2 separate regions of the Mus musculus genome follow, and region 2 is linked to region 1. The links are chromatin contacts, called in public promoter capture Hi-C maps. All regions are on one chromosome and are shown on one strand. The core of a region is the stretch at or near the end of the contact, and the rest is flanking DNA. Distances in the headings are between cores, read along the strand shown. Region 1 holds the start of Mlana (melan-A). Region 2 overlaps Gldc (glycine decarboxylase).

The links. Promoter capture Hi-C pulls out the DNA fragments that hold promoters and counts their contacts.
Region 2: a contact with region 1 is called in a promoter capture Hi-C map of pre-B cells, with 2.5 times the contacts expected there. A contact is called at or near these places in 13 of 39 promoter capture datasets (the 3T3-L1 cell line, 3T3-L1-derived adipocytes, the C10 cell line and 7 more), 3 of 484 Hi-C or Micro-C datasets (nephron progenitors, olfactory sensory neurons and ventral hippocampal neurons), 1 of 130 datasets of targeted methods (astrocytes) and 3 of 9 other capture datasets (embryonic stem cells, liver and pancreatic islet).

The regions. Positions count from the first base shown.
Region 1 is chr19:29,693,954-29,700,698 of GRCm38.p6, reverse strand. It overlaps Mlana (melan-A), which reads right to left and starts at 2,758. Exons shown (of 5, transcript NM_029993.1): 1 at 2,736-2,758; 2 at 529-622. The coding sequence starts at 599.
Region 2 is chr19:30,145,669-30,153,314 of GRCm38.p6, reverse strand. It overlaps Gldc (glycine decarboxylase), which reads left to right. Exons shown (of 25, transcript NM_138595.2): 4 at 1,729-1,893; 5 at 6,069-6,146; 6 at 7,550-7,646. Among named protein-coding and RNA genes, the nearest start is that of Gldc, 26 kb to the left of the region's middle.

The sequences.
Region 1 (6,745 bases), core at 1,509-4,008:
GCTTAGTTCTTAGAAGTAATAATTGCACAAATACTTCTTACTAATTAACTCAGAAGCTCAAACACCTTTCTGTAGGATGGAGCTCTCAAGCAATAGTCATGGCCGCCATCTTGCGCCTGGCATGAAGCCTGAGACCTACACCCACGCCCCTCATCCACGCTGGCTCTTTAGCAACTTAACTCTGTCTACAAAGCACCTGAGGAGTCTTGAGAGGAACTGGTGAATAGGCTTAAGGAAGAAGGTGCCTGAGTCTGGGACATATTTTCCCAACTTGGGAACCAACAACCAAGGCCCGAAAATGTGGACAAAAACAGTAATATCTAACTTTTCTCACTTGATCCTCCCCAACTGTTTGGCTCCAGAGAACTGTGAGTTAGACCACTGTAGGACCTCCAGGTCTCTCCTTGGTGGCAGTGGTTTTATTCTTTGCTAGAGAAAGTTACAGACAGGCATGCACATGTGGAAGTCAGTTGGCCGTGTCTGCAAATGGCAAATTGGAAATCCCAAAAAGTTTGCTTTGTAACTTACTCTTCAGCAGTGACATAGGAGCGTCTGTGCCCCTTCCTGGGATAACCAAAGTGAATGTCTTCTTGGGGCATTGTGTGGACTCAGCACAGGACACCTAAAGGAAGGGCACATAGGGATTGCTTAGTGTATCCAAAACATCTTCGCTCATCTCACAGAGACACACAGAGACTGTTACCGGGATAGGTATCAGCTAGCTAGCACCCCTGCGTCCTCCCTGTAGGGACTCACATATCATCTTGTTAATTCCAAGAGCTTTCAGATTAGTTCAGGCTCTGACACCTTCTACTTACTGGAAAACTAAATTCTAAGAAGAGACTGCTAAGGAAACAATGTTTAAAACTGAGTTCTCGCAGGGGCGTGTCTTCTCTGGCCTTCAGCTTGATTCTATGATAAACTCCTGAGAGGATTTTAGTCATTCTGTTTTAACCTTTGCTGGCCTAGGGCATCAGTCAGTAAGAGGTGGGGCTGGAGGGATGATTCAGTGGGGAAAGGTGTTTGTACATGAGCCTGGCAACCCGACTTACCTGAGTGTGAGCCCCAGAACCCTGGTGAAGGTGGGAGAAGGCCCCATGGCATCATTAATAGTCCCACATGTGCACTGTAACAAGTGCACACACACACACACACACACACACTGTAATAATAAATTAACACATAATAATATAAATAGTAAATAATAATAATAGAATAATAAATGTAAAAATAAAACAATAAAAGAAGCTGAGCAGAGGTGACACACATCTTTAATCCCAGCACTGGAGAAGCAGAGGCAGGTGGATCTCTGTGAGTTTGAAGCCAGCCTGGTCTACAGAGAAAGCTCCAGGACAGTCAGGGCTACACAGACACTCTGTCTCAAAAAACAAAAACAAAAACAAAACAACACACGCGCATGTCACACACACATACACACACACACACACACACACACACAGAGAGAGAGAGAGAGAGAGAGAGAGAAGCCAAAAAATGCCTTATTTTTTTCCAAAATTACCACTGTTATCAATCACACACAGAGAAAGAGAAAGAGAGAGAGAGAGAGAGAGAGAGAGAGAGAGAGAGAGAGAGAGAGAGAGAGAGAGGCCAAAAATATATGCCTTATTTTTCCCCAAATTACCACTGTTATCAATCTCTGGGAGAGCAGAAGTTTGCAGTGTTTAATGAGAAGTGTCTCCCAGAGCATCCCAGCCCAAGCCTGGCCAGATGTATAGACCACATCTTCCAAAGCCACTTTTGCACAAGGGACCCTGTTCTTGTTGGCCAAGTACACATCACCCAAGACAGACTGAGGATACCGGGGCCTCCTTTCGTCTAGTAGCTTCTTCCCCCTCCAATTCAGTTTCTGTTTCTGTCTATCCGGGTCTCACGGCAAGGAATTAAAAGCTATTTTTATAGACAGAGTTTCACTGCACTGCTCTGGCTGTCTTAGAATGAAATATGTAGACTAGGCTGGCCTTAAATTTGTATAGATCTGTGTGCCCCTGCTTTCCAAGTCCTGGAATTAATTAAAGGTATGTGCCACTATACGCAAACCAAACACCCAAAATGTGGATAAATGAATAATAACAAGAATCTCATGGACTACAGTGACCATAACTACTGTGAGCTCAATAAAAGACAATAACAGAAGCTTCATCTCTTGTCATTATGGTCAGGTTTTTGCCTTTTTAAAAAAATTACTGCTATTATAAATGTTAAGGGTCAACCCCCACGGAATTTCATTAATTAGCTCCAATTTGAAGAACATGGATAATGGGAGGGCAAAATCAGGATTTCCTTGAGCCCAGAAGGTGACTCCTTTCCACAGGGACATTTTGCATGTAATTTGCCCTTCCCAGGTGTAAGAAGGAAACTACACTTGAACTCAGAGATCACCTCCGATGGGGAGTGTAAGGTGAGCCCTACGTTGGCAGACAAGAGACTCAATTAACTCTGCATTAATTGTCTCTGTGGGTGTCTACCTCAAGCTCAGAGAATCTGCAAACAGTTACAGGATAAGTGGACCTCACCCCAGTGAAGCCAACGGAAGTCCCTTTGGGTGACAGACTAAATGGAGTGCACAGGGGTTCCTGCCACCATCACCCCACACGTTGATATTCTTGGCAATCTTGGAGGAATGAGGAAGAGTCTAAGAGACTCCAAAGGTGAGACCAAGCCTTGTTCTGGAAAAACAGGACAGTGTACAGTTAACAAGAAGTCGGTGTTCTTACCTTCCCCGAGGAACACTTCTCCCTGCTGTCTGGCTCTGTATGTGAAGACGGCTTCTCTGGCTGTTAATCTTAAAAAAAAAAATTATTTTTTTTTCCGTACTTGATCTTGAGTCTCATGATAGTCATGAGTTTTGGATTCCTAATGGGTGTCTGTGATTGCTTATTTGGCATGAAAGAAACCAACTTCATTCTACCCTTTAAAAAAAAAAAAGGAAGGAAGGAAGGAAGGAAGGAAGGAAAAGAACAGAGCCCTTGATGGCTTGTGCTTTCCCCAAAACCAACACTTTGCCCCAGGCAAGCCATTCCTCTTTAAGTTGCCAGGTAAATTACAGGATATCCAGTTAAACTTACATTTCAGATAAACAAGTATTTTTATCATGTGTCTAATGTAATACTTCTACTAGAAAAATTCCTCTGGCTGTGGAATGCTCAGCTCTAAGTGCAACTTGAGTGTCACATGTCACATATCACACCTCCCCCATGCCAGGCTCTGGGCTCTTTCAGGAAGAGGAGGTTGTAGTAGTCAAAGGGGGTGGCTGCCTTCAAGGAGACACAGCAGGGCGGTTGCACATAGAAACTCACAGCAGTTGGGACAGCATGCTCAAGACCTACTTAAAATCAAAAAAGACACAGCCCCTCCCCCAGCCGTGGAGCTGTTTGATAGATGCTAGAAGAGAGAGTGAGTTTTCTTTGGTGGTGTGACCACATTCCAGGACAGGCCCCACTCCTGAGAGTAGTTTGGCAACACAAACTGTACTTCAGGAGTGAAGGAGAAGAGAAAGAGGAGGATGGAAGAGGAGGAAAGTGAGGAGGAGGGGGAAGATGAAGAGGAGGGGGAAGATGAGGAGGAGGGGGAAGATGAGGAGGAGGGGAGGAAGGGGAAGATAAGGAGGAAGGGAAAGAGAAGGAGGAGGGGGAAGATAAGGAGTAGGGGGAAGATAAGGAGGAGGGGGAAGGTGAGGAGGAGGGGGAAGATGAGGAGGAGGGGGAAGATGAGGAGGAGGGGGAAGATGAGGAGGAGGGGAGAAAGGGGAAGATAAGGAGGAAGGGAAAGATAAGGAGGAGGGGAAGATAAGGAGTAGGGGGAAGATGAGGAGGAGGGGGAAGATGAGGAGGAGGGGGAAGATGAGGAGGAGGGGGAAGATGAGGAGGAGGAGATAGATGAGGAGGAGGAGAAAGATGAGGAGGAGAACTCCAAGTTGGGTGGGTAGAGACTAAAGAGGGTAAGCTCTTGAAAGTAGAGAAGGGATGTGACAAAAAAAAAATACATGGTGTGAAATTCTCAAATTTTAAATAAAATTTTATTTTAAAAGGTCTCAAAACATTTTTTTAAAAAGTCTCAGATATTGTTGGAATAAAGTTACACTTAAAAAAAAAGTATTTTGTGAGCAGAGCGTGGTGGCACACACCTACGCTACTAGCACTTGGGAAGCTGAGACAGGAAATCAAGTCCCACACCAGCTTCTGCTTCCAAATACACAGACAGTCTGTCTGAAGTCCAAGTCTGACTGGGTACTGCACTTCCACATCAGAGATCCAGAGCCTGTGGACTGAGATCTAGAAAGCAAGCCCTACAGCCCATGTCCTCGATGTTTGTGGTGGCCATGGGAATAACTGTCCACTGGGGACTGAGAGTTTCCACGCACTTTCATGAGACAGGTGAAATTTTCCTTTTCAAGACCTACTTGGACTCTCACTAAAACAGGGATAATTCCACTCTACATTAACATCACTGTGAGCGATGGGACAGAAGTCACCTTTGCTAACTGGCTGTCCCTAACTATCACAGGCAGACAAGCCCTCCCGGATTAAGGAGTACAAGAGTCTTCATCGGCTAGGACTCAGATGAGCTGACCACAGAGATCCCTTCCCCCTTATATCTGAGAGCACCTCCTCTCAGAGCCTATGACTCTCTAGTTTCCATGCTGGGCTACAAACAAGTTTGTTGTGAGGATAATAGCTTACTGGAAACTTAATGACTGTTACTAAAATTAGCAAAGGACACACACAAAGCAGAGAAGGGAGAAAGCCTGTCCTTGGGGGAGCCTTTTTTTGCAAAGGACTAATTTTTTTTTGTTTGTTTGTTTGAGACAGGGTTTCTCTGTATAGCCCAGGCTGACCTGAAACTCACTCTGTAGACCAGGCTGGCCTCGAACTCAGAAATCCACCTGCCTCTGCCTCCCGAGTGCTGGGATTAGAGGTGTGCACCACCACTACCCAGCAGGGCAGGACTAACATTTTTAACCGAGAATGAAATGGTAAAAATGAAATTCTGGGATAATATGGAAAGGTGTTAGGACTGTGGCTCTGTGGCAGGGCACGGGTGACTCCCTGTGTTCAATCCCAGGCCCTGTTGAAAAGAAAAAAGAAAAAAGGAGGGAGAAAAACATCTCAGGTAGAACAACCTCAGGTAGGCATTGGGACAGAACCGGAACACACGCTTGTCCCCAGAACTGGGGCTGGGTCCGGAGATTTTTTTTTTTTTAAAGGCCCACAGTCTGACCGGCATGCAGAATAGGTCAGAGCAACAGAGGCACAGAACCTGTGGGCATGACCAACCAACCAACATCCGATTCGACTCTAGGCTCACTCCGCAAGACAAGCCCCCGTACCCAACACTGCTTGGTGACCAAGAACCACAGCCTAGATAACCCAGAGACCTAGGGTAAAACCAAACACTACGGGTTTGAAAGAGACCCACAGCCAGACATTACACGTAAAGAGTCTAAATGGGAGGTCTCCATCAAGCCCCTCCCCTCAGAGCTCAGGGAACTCCAAGACAAAGGAGGGAGAAAGAGTGTTCAGACGGGATTGAGGACGACAGAAGAACACAGCCCTCTGAAGCAACTCTGCGAGATGCATATGAGCTCACAGAGACTGAAGCAGCAAGCACAGGGCCTACCCACAGGTCTGCACCAGGTCCCCTGTGTATTATAACTCTTAGGTTAGTATTTTTATGGGACTCCTGCATGTGAGAATGAGTGGGTCTCTGATTCTCCTGTCTGCTTTGGGGCTCTTTTCCTCCTGTTGGGTTGCCATGTCCAGCCTCAACGTGATGGCTTTGCTTTCTCTTACTACATTTTATTTTGTAATGTTTGGTTGTTAAATCTTAGAAGACCTTTCTTCTCTAAGGAGAGACAGAAAGGGAGTGAATTATCTGGAGGAGAGGAGGTGGGGTAAAACGAACAGGAGTAGAGGGAAGGGGCATATTATATGGGAAAAAAATCTATTTCCAATATAAAGAAAAATGGGGCAAAGGGCATATACAGTTGGGAAAGGGAAGTGGGAGATCTAGGAGTAGGAGTATAGGAAGTAGATGTAATAAAAGTCCAGTGTATTCATGATTGGAGTTTTCAAATAATTCAAACAATGTTATATTAAAATTAAAATGTTATGCTCTGTATAGTTTTGTGCTACCTGCCTTTGCTTCAGAAATCGGACCACGCTACCAGCCCCCTTCCAGCCTCCCCTGAAACCTTAGCACAATTGCCGGGAGCTGCTATCTCCCGCCTGGAAAAGTGTGCCCTTACCATTTTCTTATCTCCATCTCTGCCACTGCCCTAAACTTCAGTTGCTAAACTCCCCTGACCACCCACCTGTAGTGAAAGACCCCCGAAGGGAGACCCTCACTCAAGCCTCGGGACAGCCGCGGACCCAAGAAGACACCGAGACCGAACTCAAAATGTTGAAGGCAAGATTTAATAACGCAACAGCAAGAAAGCACATAGACCAGAGCTCTGGGGTCGAAACTCATGCACCTAGTATGGTGTAGAGGAGAATCAACGACGAGCCAAATTTTTTCACAGGCTTATATAGGAAAAACTCAAGGGGGGAGAGCGGGGCAGGGAAAGTACAAGTTTGCATAACTAAGGGGTTCTGCCAAGGGACAAGGGGTTCTGCCAAGGGAATTTTACGTAACTAAGGGGTCATGTCCTATTATTTGGCAATGTACCCGGTTCATTTTGAGGTTGTTCCAGGAGGCCCTTATCTCAAAAATGTTCTTGGAACAG
Region 2 (7,646 bases), core at 5,070-7,569, 450 kb before region 1:
TGCAAGAGCTACAGCCATGGCACTCATCTGCAGTCCTCATGCTGAGGAAGGGGAGACAGGTGGATTGCTGGAGCTCACGGATCCTAGTGGACTTGGTTTTAGTGAGAGTTCCTGTCTCAAAAGATAAGCTGGAGTGGGCTGCAGAGATGGCTCAGAAGAGCACTGGCTGCTCTTACAGAGGACTCAGGTTCAATTCCCAGCACCCACATGGCAGTCTGTAACATCAGTCCCAGGAAATTCCATACCGTCACACTGCATACATGTAGGCAATACATCAATACCTATGAGAAACAAAATTAATTTTTTTTTTTTGTTTTTTGTTTTTTTTTTTTTTTGTTTTTCGAGACAGGGTTTCTCTGTGTAGCCCTGGCTGTCCTGGCACTCACTTTGTAGACCAGGCTGGCCTCGAACTCAGAAATCCGCCTGCCTCTGCCTCCCGAGTGCTGGGATTAAAGGCGTGTGCCACCACGCCCGGCTTCAAAATTAATTTTTTAAAAAGGTAAGCTGGAGAACAATTAAGATTCCAGCATCAACCTCTGCCTTCCACACACACATGCACATACGATGCTCATACATGTGTACAATAAGACAATTAAAATAGTAATTGACAAAAAATATAGAGGTTGAGAGACAGCCAGTTCAAGGCCAGCCTGATTTATTGAGTGAATGGCAGGTAGCCCGAGCTACATACTAAGATTAATAATAATAAATAATAATAATAATAAAATGTCAGAGGGCTCAGTAGTTAGGAGCACTTGTTCGTGCAGAGGAGCTGGATTTGGTTACTAGCATCTACAAGGTGGTTCACAATGCTCTGTAACTTCAGTTTCATGAGATCTGATTTCCTCTTCTGACCTCCATGGGCACTAGATACATAGATAACGCACATGTACACAAGCAGGCAAAACATTCATTGATGTAAAATGCAATAAGTAAATCTACGAAAGAAATGAAGAGAGGAAAAAAGAATAAGTTCTGGCTGTGCCCAAAGAATAATAATCTTTTTCTGTGACAATTCTGTTCTTCCCCATAAAAACACAAGCAAATGATTTATTAACTGGCTTTTTATTCCTGTGACCAAATACTCAGCTTAAGTAAGTACCTAAGGGGTAAAAGATTTATTTTGGCTAAGGTTGTTTGTATGTATGTATGTATGTATGCATGTGTGTATGTATGCATGTGTGTATGTATGCATGTGTGTATGCATGTATGTATGTATTGGGGTGCTTCCCAGGACCTCCACAGCGTGCACATAGAGAGAGGTCAGAGGACAACCTCCTTAGGCAGTTCTTGCCTACCACTTGGGTCTCAGGGGTTGGACTCAGTTTGCTAGGCTAAGTGGCAAACCCCTTCACCTGCCGAGCTATCACCTGCCCAGGTCACCCCCCATGTCAATGTCATTGGGAGGGAAGGTGAGGGAACACAGGAGTTCATATCCTGGCAACCAGGAACTCGCCTTCTTTTTCAATCCAGTTCAATCTCTAAACTGCTGCATGGTGCTGTCCTCCTCGGGGTGAGTCTCTGTCCACATTCCGACTGGGTCTTCAGAAATGTATGTCATCAATCGCCTAAGCAGGTTTAAGTCCAGTCAAGTTGGTCATCTCAGAGTCTTTCCAGTGTGTTATATAATTCTCAAGAGCTTTGGGTATTGAATTTGAAAACAAAGGGATTTCAGGAGCTTTTCTGGTCAGGAGCGGCGAGGTTTATGGTCTTCTGTTTCCCTCTCAGGGTCACCCAGTACACTCCGTATCAGCCAGAGGTGTCCCAGGGGAGGCTGGAGAGTTTACTCAACTACCAGACCATGGTGTCTGACATCACAGGCTTGGACATGGCCAACGCTTCCCTGCTGGATGAGGCAACCGCGGCTGCAGAGGCGATGCAACTGTGCCACAGGTGAGAGGCTATGTGGGAGAGCCTGCCCCTCCGGAAGACAGGCATCCCCTGAGAACTGTGGGTGGAAACCCCGTGCGGGGTTTTAGAGCTGCATGTAGAGTTTGCCAAAAGAAAATTGGCATCAGTAAAGATGATTTTCTGAATGTGTAGCAACCAAAAGTTAATTAATAGAACACTAATGAATCGCAGGTGTTTTTGGCAGACCTTGTAAGATCTGACTGCATTATACAGCTTTGGTCTTATCACACACATGCCACTTTGTATCTCATGTGCCTTCTTCATGTTACACACACCAACAAATGCTGCCTGAAACAGTTCATGTTCAAAATTATCGCACGCTATGAATTACAGGGCTGGGTTTTGGTTTTGGTTTGTTTTGGTCAGTTCTCATGCTCCAGAGGCTGGCTATATAGTTGAGGGTGACCTTGAACTCCTGATCCCTCCACCTCTACCTTCCAAGTCCCAAGTGTTAGGATTATGGGCATGAGCCACCGTGTCGAATTAAACTGCAGTTTACTATACATAGAGTCTTTCTGCCATATTGCACTATATTATATATTATATATTATATTTATATTTTAGTATTGACAATCACAAAAATCAAAGTGGCCATCAATTTGAGAAATCTGAAGATGCTGTATATCTTCCCCAATCAAACATTCAGCCAAGATTTAATTCTTTAAGTAAAAATAAAACCTATCTCATACATATGCAAATTTTCCTCATCAGATGGGCCAGGCATTCCAATCAATCAATCAGTAAATTTGCTTTTGTTCAAAGGGTTGTTTCAAAATAAATGTCTTTATGCTCTATCCTCAGCAAATGTTTGATTTGGATGTGATATACAACTTTTGTCTTAGTTAGGGTTTCTACTGATGCTACAGAACACCATGACCAAAAACCAAGTTGTAGAGAAGAGGGTTTATTTGGCTTATAGTTCCATATTTCTATTCATCATTGAAGGAAGTCAGGACAGGAATTCAAACAGGGCAGGAAGCAGGAGCTGATACAGAAGCTATGGAGGGGTGCTGTGCTGTTGACTGGCTTGCTAACCATGGCTTGCTCAGCCTGCTTTCTTATAGAACCCAGGACCATCAGCCCTAGGATGGCACCATGCACAATGGGCTGGACCGTCCCAAATCAATCATTAATTTAAATAATGCCCTACAGGCTTACCTCCAGCCAGATCTCAGTTGAGTTCCCTCCTTTCAGCTAGCCCTCCTTGGTGTGCCAAGGTCATGGGAAGAGTTATCTGACAAAAATGAGTCATGAGTTGGAAAACTACAAAACCATACAACACTTTCCTGTTGTACACATGGGTAAGCTTACTGATTCTCTCTCCCTCCCTCTCTCTCTATCTCTCTCTCTCTCTCTCTCTCACACACACACACACACACACACACACACACACACACACACACAATGTATGTGCATGGGCTCATATATATGTTACAATCATTTTCAAGCTTCTAATTGCGTAAGTCCACAGTTGACTTATTGGACAGCCCTGAGGTGCTATCAAGGACAGGGGTCCCTTTCTTTCTGCCACCTTTATAGGGTTATATTATATTATATCCTCATGCCAGAAGATGACTGTTAGGCTTCTAGCCTGGACATCTGCACTCAGGAAAAAGTGAAGGGCAGAGACCCAGGGGTGCTTCTAGACAATTAAAGGCCTCACGAAGATTTCACTCCACAGCTTTTATGTACATCTCACTGAACGCCTTCCTTCACGTGGCCTGACCTGAGAAATGAGCTCCATATGGGCATAGCCTTGCCCTGGTACCTGGAGTATAGGAGTGGAGTATAGGAGGAGTGGAGCGTGGGAGGAACTGACATTGTAATGGACACCATCAGCCTGACTCCTTAGGAAGAATTTTCTATGTTTAGAGTTTGCCTTGTTTTCATTGCTTTCCCCCACCCCCTACTCCCCCCAACTCCCAACTTCTTGTGCAGCACATAATCCCAGGGCTGTGAGTGCCCTCTGACCCTTAGTTGTTTTCTCAGGCCTTGCCTTTTATGAGATCTCGAGGACTTCCTCAGCTCTTCCTGTCCCTACCTATTAGTGCTGGCCTTTCACACACACACCTCTCCGCCTGCTTTTCCTTCCTATTTCACAGTATATTTTGAACACCTCATTCTTACTTGGCTTTCTAGAATAGGGTTTTTTGGGTTGTTGTTGTTTTGTTTTATGCGTGTGTGTGTGTGTGTGTGTGTGTGTGTGTGTGTGTGTTGTGCACAGGTGCCTAAGGAAGTCAGAAAGTGTCAGGTCCCCTTGGAGCCACCCAACATAGCTTTGAGTACTAAACTTGGTTCCTCTGGAAGAACAGCAAGTGCTCTTCATCACTGAGCCATCTCTCCAGCCCCTAGACGAGAACTTTTCTTGTGTCTGTGGCATGGAAGGGCTGTGGTTATTTAACCTCACATCTGCCTAGACACATTTAGTTTATATGCACTATCTTCTGTTAGTAGAAATTACTTTGCATGTCCCTAAGATAATCTTCCTCAGGAATTCTAATTATTTCCTGATAATCCATTTCCATAAGTTACCGGGTCACAGGGTACAGTTACCAATCACTCTACAGTCCCCCTTCCTCCACCCTGTGCTTTGGAAGAATATTAGAACATATCTTCATGGAAGAATTCATATTTAGGTTGGGAAATATGCCCATATTTGTGATGTTTCCTAAGAACTGGAGCCTCTGTCCTGAGTGCGCAGATGAGTTTAATTCTTGGCTTCCACAGATAATGGTGCTGTAGGGTCCAGGCAGGTACAGGCTCCCTCTAGGTATGAATGTTCTGGTGGTGGAGCCCACCCGGGGCCCTTCTGATTCCTTAACAGCACTGAGGGTAAGTTCAGGTTCTTCATGGAAGATGGCACACAGGATGGCAATCTATGTATGTTCTCTGTCACTATTCTCAGCTTTTTATTGATTTTTTTTTTTTTTTGTAAATTTTGTTCCCTACTTCTAATTTTAAAATTTCTTTTTATCATTTTAGGCAGGCTGTCACAATCCAGGATGGCCTGGATTCAATGTATAGCTGAGGATTACCCTGACCTTCAGATATTCTTTATATATATTATATACTTTATTTTATATATACATATATATATATACACACACACACACACACACACACATATATATATATATATATATATATATATATATATTCCAGGTGTTGAGGTTGCAGACTTATCGTGCTGAGATTCAAATGCAGGCTCTGTTACATGCTAGGCAAGCACTCTCTCAGCTAAGACACAGCCCTGGCCCCTGTGTAGCTTTCACCTCACACTCACAGAAGTGGAGGTGTTTTTTCTTTGCTTATTTGATTGTTTGGGCCAAGGGTTTCCTACCTGCTCTGCAGGGTTGGCCTTGGGCTGCCTTGTGGTGATGAGCTGCTCTCCCTCAGGAAAAGCTTCCTTCCTCCTTTCTCCTTATGTCTCCATGTAAATTAGAGTTCAAGCGTGTGTGTGTGTGTGTGTGTGTGTGTGTGTGTGTGTGTGTGTGTGGTGTATGGGTGGTGTGGGTGTGTGTGTGATGTGTGTGATGTGTGTGAGGTGTGTATGTGTGTGTGATGTGTGTGATGTGTGTATGCGTGTGTGTACGCACACATGTATGCCATAATATCCATGTAGAGGCTGGAAGGTCTGGGGGGAGTCATTCTCCAACTTCGTTGAGGCAGGGTCTGTCTTGTTTCTGCCCACCTGAGACTCTAAGCTAAAATACCTCTGACAACAAGATATATTACTTTACGAGACGTTTTTTGAAGTGGTTTCAATTTCCCTTTATACCTAATATCTGTCCTTTTCTTTTTATCATAGTGTAGATGTCCTAAAACTGAATTGGTTTTTGTTACATTGTGTTTGTTGGAACAGGCTTGAATTTCCCTGGATTGCTGTCAGGAACTGAGTCACCAATCGCTCATTTCTCTTTAGAGTATGCTTAGAGTTTCCCTCACTGCTTTTGGTATTGGAGAAGTGGCTCAGTTGGTAGAGAACTTGACCAGGTTGAACACCATCACTAGCTACACTAGCCATAAAGGCTTGCACTCTGCACTGTGGAGGCGGAGGCAGGAGGATCAGAAGTTCAATAGAGTTGGAGGCCAAACCAGAATACCAGAGAAGGGGAAAAAAAATCTTCAAGTTTAAATGTGCTTTTTCTTTTCAACAGACACAACAAGAGGAAGAAATTTTTCGTTGATCCTCGTTGTCACCCACAGACGATAGCTGTTGTCCAGACTCGAGCCAAGTAATTGATTTAAATTGTGTTTTGAGCCACGGGTAATATCATATCATCTCTACCTTGTCTCTCTTTCCCACTTCCAGTCTGATTGGAAGTGAGCTGGCTTTAGACTGGATTTGGTGAGTTTGCTTTCCCCAGCTAACTTTCTCCCATGGATGCTCTGCCAAGTCCCTCGTCAGTACTGAGGGGCAAACACATGCTGAGTTCATTTGCCTTTGTGATTTCGTAAGTCCCCATGCTGTTCTGTCATCTCGTGATAAAATTTAAAATACTAAAATCAGCTTGAGGCAGGAGGATTTCAAGTCTGTGGCCAGATGAGCCACATGGTCCCAAAGTAGAGATTAGGGCTATGGCTCAGCAGTAGGACACTAGCTAGCCTCGGCTGAGGCCCTGGTTTCAATCCCTAGTACCGAGAAAAAAAATGGAAAAGGGTCAGAGGGCCAACAAAAGATGAAATAAAGTAACTGCAGCAATGTTTTGGAAAGTTGGGAAAGCAGAGCTCACTCAAACATGCCTGCCATGGCCATGGTTTCCGGTGTGCTTCATGCAGATGCAGTTGCTAAGGAAACCACACCACAACTAAGGACCACTTTGATTAGTCCTATGTGCCTTTGCATCGTTTAGTCCTGTAAGCAACTGAAACATCCCCGGCCCAGCCATTACTGCATCCTCTTTCTGCTTTGGCAACACAGGGCGTTTTTCTGCTCCACACTGTCCTTCGGAAGGGGTTGGAGTTGTAGTTAGAGGGTTTTAAGAATCTAAGGAAGTCCTTGTTGCCATTTGGACAGGTTTCATTTACCTTAAGCTGAGCCGGGGTGTCCCGGAGATGCCTCTGTGGTAAGGGCTGGATCTTTAGCTCTAGGGGGTGATGCTCCTGCCAGGAGTAGGTTCTCACAGAGAGTTAGGGAGAGGGGAGTGGGAAGGACAGAAGAAAGAGACTGAAGAGTGAAGCATGCATGTGAGTTGGCCTGGAGCCCTGTTAAACTTTGATGAGCCAGGTATGAGGTGAGGTGTGACTGGGAGTGAGGCCAGAAGCACACCTAGGGAAAGAACAGAAAATGAATACAGTCTCCCTGGGGACAAGCTGCTGCTGATTGCATTTTTTTGGGCCAGGCATGATGGCTTAAGAGATGGGTCAGCAGCCTGACAACATGAGTTTTATCATCACAAGCCATGATGAAAAGAGAGACCTCACTTATCTTCTAACCCCTACACACGTACCTTGGCACATGAGTATCTGCGCTAATGAACATGTCACACGTGCGCACGCACACACACACACACACACACACACACACACACACACACACACACACACACACACACACACAGAGACACACACAGACACACGGGCATGCATGCACTCACACACCATAATAAAAAGGACCAATTTTCCCTTGTACTTTCAGATATAGGGGGGTGCTTGTCGAGCTGAAGTTACCCCACGAAATGGATTTCAGTGGCAAAGACGTCTGTGGGGTGCTGTTCCAGTACCCAGACACTGAG